Linked DNA regions of Mus musculus: region 2 is linked to region 1. Evidence: chromatin contacts called from public HiChIP or PLAC-seq data. All regions are on one chromosome and are shown on one strand. The core of a region is the stretch at or near the end of the contact, and the rest is flanking DNA. Distances in the headings are between cores, read along the strand shown.

Region 1 (3,245 bases), core at 455-2,954:
CTGTATGGAGCTCAAGAGTACAGTGCTTCCCGAGCGTTCATACAGGCATGAAGGTCGACAGAGAAAATGGATCTCACTGGGGAGTGGAGTGTACTGATACAGTAACTATCTCAAATCTATGGGCAGGTGAGGTGGATCAAAGTATGAATAAAGGCACTTGACACGGGGAGCTCCCCGTGCACAAAGCTAGTACCACACTCAAATAACAAATAAATAAGATTTTAAATTCTAATTTAAAACCGGTTTTGAATGTCGCTCCATGGTGCGGTACCTGCCTAGATTATTAGAAGACCCGGTACGCACAAACGCTTCTATCTCTGACACACATATGAGGGAAAGTACCCCTGATTGTCCAAATAAAGGCTGGTCTTTGCAACCTGCTTCAGGGTATAATAAGTAGCTTTTCAGATGCTTCAAGAGGTTGCTTTTAATCGCTTTCCAACATTGTCCTCCACCCACCTGTTCATGATCCTAGGTGCTTCTGAAATGCAGATTTATTAACAATTAACCCATAACAAGCCATAACCACCGTGCACACAAATGAGAACAGAAATAGGGAAGGATCTTATGGGCAACACATTTCATAAGGGGTTTGCTAATTAACACTCATCAGCATCCCAGGATGGTCTGCGCCCCACAGTAGCACGCGGATAACTCACCTTCTTTGGAACCGAGGAAGAGGGGAGAAGGGAGACACTTGCAAGACTAAGTGATGGGGCGATCTAGACCCCCAACTTCACCGCATCCGCCAAGGGACAACCTCAAAAGGCCACTTGCAGCAAAGCTGCACTCAAAATGCAATCTTTCAGAACAAGTCTCCGGGTCTGCAGGCGGCCAAGCTGGGCTTGAGGAGGGGGGGGGGGGGTTAGCAGGGACAGTTCGTCGCGGCCGCCTGCACCGACCACAGGCCTTTCACCGCCACGCAGCACTTAGCTCCAGGCTGGAGCGCGCGCGAGAGGCCGTGGGGGAGCGAGCCGCAGAGTCCCAGAGCGCCAGCGGCCGCGACTCCCACAGGTGGGCGGCGCGGTGCTCGTCTCCTCGCGGGGGAAGGCGACCCGCGGTTGAGAAGGACCACAACTGGGAACCCAGGGGCTCGGCTTTCGGCAGGCGGCACGAGAGGCCAGTTAGGGTCCCCGCCGAGAGGCTCGCGTTTCCCTCGGCCTGCCGTGCAGGGTCCCTTCCCACGCGCGTGCGGCCAGTGCAGTCCGAGGCGCTGCCGAGCAGCCTCGGCCTCCCCCGGGCGCGGTTAAGCAGCGCGGGCGGGCGGGCAGGCTGGCGGCCGGCTGCATGCGCCGCGGCACGTACAAGCCCGCACGGGCACACGCGGGCGGGGGCAGGGCGCCGGCGCCGAGGGGACCCGAGCCCGCGACCGCCCTGCTCCCGGCCCGACCAACCCGCCAGACTCGTCTCTACCCTCACTCCCCCCGCCTTAGCTCCTCACCCGTGCCGGTCTTGAGGTTCTCCCGCAACAAGTGGCCGCTGGAGAGATGCTGGAGGCCAAAGTTCTGGGCGATCCTTTCGCAAACGGTGCCCTTGCCAGAGCCGGGCGGCCCGAGGATGACCGCGCGCAGGAGTTTGGAAGCCATGGCTTTGGCGGTGGCCAGGACGGCAGCCCGCGCACTTTGCCCAGCAGCCCCTGCCTCGACACCCTCCGCACGCGGGGACTCGCCTGCCACCCCTACAGGGGAAAGGAGAGGCTTTAAAGACTGCCCCGCCCCTCGGCCCCGCCCTCCGCCACCTCCTCGGGCCCCGGCCGCTCCGGTGAACCGTCGCAGCCCCCACCCCACCCCCACTCCCATCCCCCGGCCTGCAAGCTCGGCCCTCTGGGGTCAGAGGTCAGTCAGACCCACCCGAGTCCTTCCCTGCTGCCCAGTCCAGGCGCGCAACTCCGGGAAGCCCCTGCCGGTCCCCGCACGTGGGCAGAGTGGGAGCAGCTCTCCGGGCGCTTCTCGGTGACTGTCGCTTCCCCCCACAGTGGCCGCTGCCTGCAACTGGAGGGGCCCACCTCCGTCCCGAGCAGCCGGGGAGACACACACCTCGGTGGAAAGGAGCGCGGCCAGACTTAGCCCGGATCCCGCTGGGCGGCGCCGCCTCTGCCGGGCTGGCCGCGCGGGACTCGCTGCTTCTTACGTAAGCCGGGAGCCGGCTCCACGCTACCGCCGCCGCGCCCCCTCCTCTCCCCTCCCGGCGTGTCCGGAGCCAGGCTGAGGCTGCGGGGGCGAACGGAGATGAAGACGCCCAGAGAGAAAGGAACCGCCTGGGGACCCGGTCTATTGTCAAGGGGAAGGAAAAACACAACTTGTTGAGCGCCTACCCTGTGTCCAATTCTAGGCTGTGTGATTTTATTATGCAACCTTTACAGGTACCGATGGAGGAAGGCTTGGAATATGTACGCACCATTCGTTCATATACTTAGCAGTGTAAAGTGGAGATCTCTTTGTTTTAATCCCTGTGAGGGAATCAAAACGCCTGAGACTGTCCCTTAAACCAGGGTGGTTTACACCAGTGTTCACTGCAGGCCCTGGCAAGAGTAGAAAGTTGTGGGCGGGCCTGAACTTATTACTTACTTATTGAGACCTAATCTCAAAAAAAAAAAAAAAAAAAAAAAGTAAAAAAAGATCTATTGTATACCCAACGCTCTTCTTTTTGCTTGATATACAACAACAACAAATGATCGAATCCTGGCCCCATAGTTGCAGCCAAAGTTTTAAAACCTTGACTGGCTCCATCCAATGCCAGCGCCCTGAAGAGGAGGAAGAGAAGGATGACTTTGGCTGTACTCCGAGGAAGAGAGAGAAGGACAGAGGATCCCAGGGCTTCTTTGCCAAGGATATAATACTCTCGACTCTGCTCACCACCTCAAACGGCGGCTTTCTTTTCCTTGCCCCTCACATACCAACCAATACTCCCACATGCCTCAGCCTTTGCTTTGATTTGTTTGAGACAGGGCTTCTCTTCACAGCCCAGGATGGTCTTGAACTCACCATGCTTTTGCCACTGCCTTTTTTTTTTTAACTAGGTATTTTTTTTTCATTTACATTTCCAGTGCTATCCCAAAAGTTCCCCCATATCCTCCCCCACTCCGTCGCCATCCACTCCCACTTCTTGGCCCTGGCGTTCCCCTGTACTGGGGCATATAAAGTTTGCATGTCCAATGGGCCTCTCTTTCCAGTGATGGCCGACTAGGCCATCTTTTGATGCATATGCAGCTAGAGTCAAGAGCTCAGGGGTACTGGTTCGTTCAT
Region 2 (3,245 bases), core at 322-2,821, 1.7 Mb before region 1:
ATCCAGTGGCCTTATTTTATCATCTTATCAATATTTGCAAACTAGTTATAAATCTTAACGTTGCTGATGTCACTTTTATATCACCCAAAGTCTTGGAAGGGTTGGCCATTAGCACGCCTACAACACCAGCACAGACAATAATCATGTTTTTATTACATGAGGGAGCTTGCCTTTGCCCTCCCTTCATCTCCAGTCGTGCCCTTGCCTACCAGCATCACATCCGTCTTGTCTGCATTGAACCTCAACCAGTTGGTTCTTAACCACGTCCGAAACTCAGCCAGGCACTGGGAGAATCGAGCCACCACACCATCTGGATTAAAGGAAAGAAAGCCTCAGTAGCAAAGAGACAGAGACAGTTACCTCAAGCTCACTCAGTCTCACATTTTCAAAAGATGTCCCAGAACCAGGTCAACCGCCCCGTGGGAATTTCAGCAAAATGAAACAAAGATTGAGTCCTGCAATTTATAAGCAATGCTAAAGATTACAAAGAACCCAATAATTACATTTCTGTATTTCACCCATGATTTGAGAAAAGTCTAGTCAATTCCGGGTCATCTCCGTTAAGCGGTCTTAGAAACCTAGCTGGTCTTAAAATTGCCTAAGGTCTTCTGCAAAATTACAAAAATTGAGGTTTAATAGAAAAACTGAAGCCCTCCCCGGGAGTGGGGGAAGAGACTTGCCCAAGGTCACACAACATGCAAGGACCAGAGATGGGAACCAGGCCAGCAAGCATCTACATTACAAGCTAAAAGAATAAGGCCACTCGCGGGGGAGATAGGCACTGGGAGCGGCTGGTTCCCTGCAATGCTGTCTCTGAGTCTCTCGCCCCTCTAGCTCCCTCCGACAACGGCAGGTTGACCCAGGTTGCGCCTATCACCTCAAGGGATGCTCTGCTAAGAGAGCCAACCTCAACTGGCTGGACAGCTAGAGAAATCAGGGGCACAGAGGTGGAGCCACGGGGGAGTGGCCAGGAAGCCACACCCCTGCCGCGGAGCGAGGGCCGACCGAAAAGGGCGGGAGCTGGCCTGCCCGCCCCGCAAACTCACTCCGCAGCGTAATCCCGGCGCGCCGCGGAAGCGGCGAAGATTGGGCGCCGCCGCCGCCACCGCGAAGGCCGAAAGACCGGGGAGGGGCGGGGCGGAAACTACGCATGCGCGCCAGACGGCAGCGCCTCCAAGCCGCCAGCCCTCCCGGTACACTCGGGCAGCCCCGCCCCGGAAGTTAGGAGTCTTCCGGGCGGCGCTCTCCCGTGGGGGGAGGGGAAGTGGGGAAAAGGAGACTGCGAGCGCCCCTGGGGCCCCGGTTCCCGATCGAAGGATGGGTAAGATGGTCTGTGGAGGCTGCACTTACAGCCGCCGCTGCTGCCGCCGCCTCCGCTGCTGCCGCCGCCGCCTGGAGACGCCCCATCCATCCGCCTGCAGCCGGGAGACTCGCAGCCTGGGAGGGGCCTAGGGCCTGGGCCGCCCGCCTCCTCCGAATCGTCGCCCGAGCTTCCTCCAGCTCCACCAACCCTCTACCCTCCCCTCCGCCTCCGCCCTCCTCCTCCACCTCGAGCGGCCAGCCAACCGCGCGGCCGCTTCTTGAGCCAGGCTCCGCGGTCGCCATGGCGCCCGGCAAACATTCCTGAGCTGCTGAGCGGGCAGTTGGGAGTCCGGGCATCGCCGAACCTGCTGGGGAAGGGGGCGCCGAGCCCTGGTCTAAAAAGTCACCACCATGCATAGCTCTCCGACGAGCACCCGCAAGCAGGCCAGCTTCGCCGCGTAAGTTCCGCACTAGATCCGTGTGGCCCGTTCCTCTAGATCCCGGAGAGACAGCCAGCCCTTCGGTTTGGAAAGGGGTTCCCAACGCATTCGATCCCGCGGAGCCCCCCAGGCAGCGCCGGATCCTCTGGCTTGATTCGGTCTGTGTAAAAACTCCCGCTGCCGTGCTAGACCGGAGTTTGTCGAGGACCACCCTGCCTATTTCTTCCAAGCGCTTTTTCTTGTATTCTTTCATTAGGTCTCTCAACTTCCAAGCTGTCTCGTGTTCTGGCTCCTTGGTCTCTGAGCAACCAAAGCTAATTTTAATATGTACGCCAGCAGAGGATTTTTTTTTTTCATCTCTTTCTGCCAGCTTACCTTAAGACTCTTAACTGCTTAGTTCATGCCGCTAAGCTAGGAGAAAGGCCCAAAGATAATGTGGACTCGTGTGGCGTTGAACTTGGAAGTGGTTTGAATTTTCATTAAAATATTCCCCCTTTCATGCTCGAACATTTCAGTGGTTTTGCGGTCTTCCCAGAGCAGCCACATCTTTTCTTCCAACATCCTCTCAGCTAATTCGCCCTTTGAACTTACTGAAAGTTCTGAGGAGAGAGCCTTGCATTTGCCCTTGAGTTAAGTGCTCAGCCTTACATCGCTTCTCCGAAAAAGCGCTTTCCAATAGCTTACAACAGTCGGTTGGCACTTTAGTTGTTAACTAGCCAGTCACCAGCTTTGATCTAAATGACCACTTACTTTACTGAGTTTTGAAATGCTTCAGTTAGCTAATAGGACATTTTTCAATCTTCACTAGGCTCGTGGCTAGTTTCTGCTGTTATGTATCAATGTCTGTTTGTGTTTATAGATCAGGGTCTTTCGCCCTGTGTAGCCCTGGCTGATATGGAACTGGTTTGAAAGTGCTGGGATTAAATAAAGGCTTGGGCCACCTGGCCTGGCCTTCTTTTTCAAAATAGTTTACTAATCTGTCTCCTTCCTAAATATGTGTTGTGGAGGCAGGTGGTTCACTTCGTTGTTGCCTTGTGCCTTTCAAAGTTAAGTATATGCATGATTCACAAGTTTTCTTATCTCTTCAAGATCTCTCTCAAGAAAACAAAACTGAAGCAATTACACCCAGTGTGCTCGAAATTCATCCTCAGCGCTGTAATTTACTGCCCCTTTGTTTCCAGTCCGCAGCCATCCCAGTTCATTAAACTGCAACCCTTGCACTTCCTCGGTATGGGTCCTGCATCTTTACTGCCAAGCATTGAGGGCCACTTCACTTCGTCAAGTAGCTGTGCTCTCCAGACCTAACAGTCATTTCTGCATTGGAATAGCTGGCTGAATCGTCTGCTTGCCAACACCCTCCACATAGTAGTCTGCACAAAACTTCCTTAAGCTTTTCCCTTTCCCTCTGAGCTCCCTTTCTTCCAAGTCCCCACGGGATCTGGCTTTGGATTATGCCCCTTGAGTATGATGTAACATCCCGCAGCACGCACACACACGCACATA

The links. HiChIP or PLAC-seq counts read pairs in DNA pulled down with a chosen protein or histone mark.
Region 2: a contact with region 1 is called in an H3K4me3 HiChIP or PLAC-seq map of embryonic stem cells, with 5 read pairs. The contact joins the promoter of Wdr78 here to the promoter of Ak4 in region 1. A contact is called at or near these places in 1 of 39 promoter capture datasets (liver) and 2 of 115 datasets of contacts at active chromatin or transcription factors (embryonic stem cells and stem cell-derived neural progenitor cells).

Annotation. Positions count from the first base shown.
Region 1 is chr4:101,418,162-101,421,406 of GRCm38.p6, reverse strand. Ak4 (adenylate kinase 4) reads right to left here and starts at 1,704. Exons shown (of 5, transcript NM_009647.5): 1 at 1,442-1,704. The coding sequence starts at 1,586.
Region 2 is chr4:103,112,625-103,115,869 of GRCm38.p6, reverse strand. It overlaps Wdr78 (WD repeat domain 78), which reads left to right and starts at 1,571. Exons shown (of 17, transcript NM_146254.4): 1 at 1,571-1,760. The coding sequence starts at 1,714. It also overlaps a transcript of Mier1 not described here.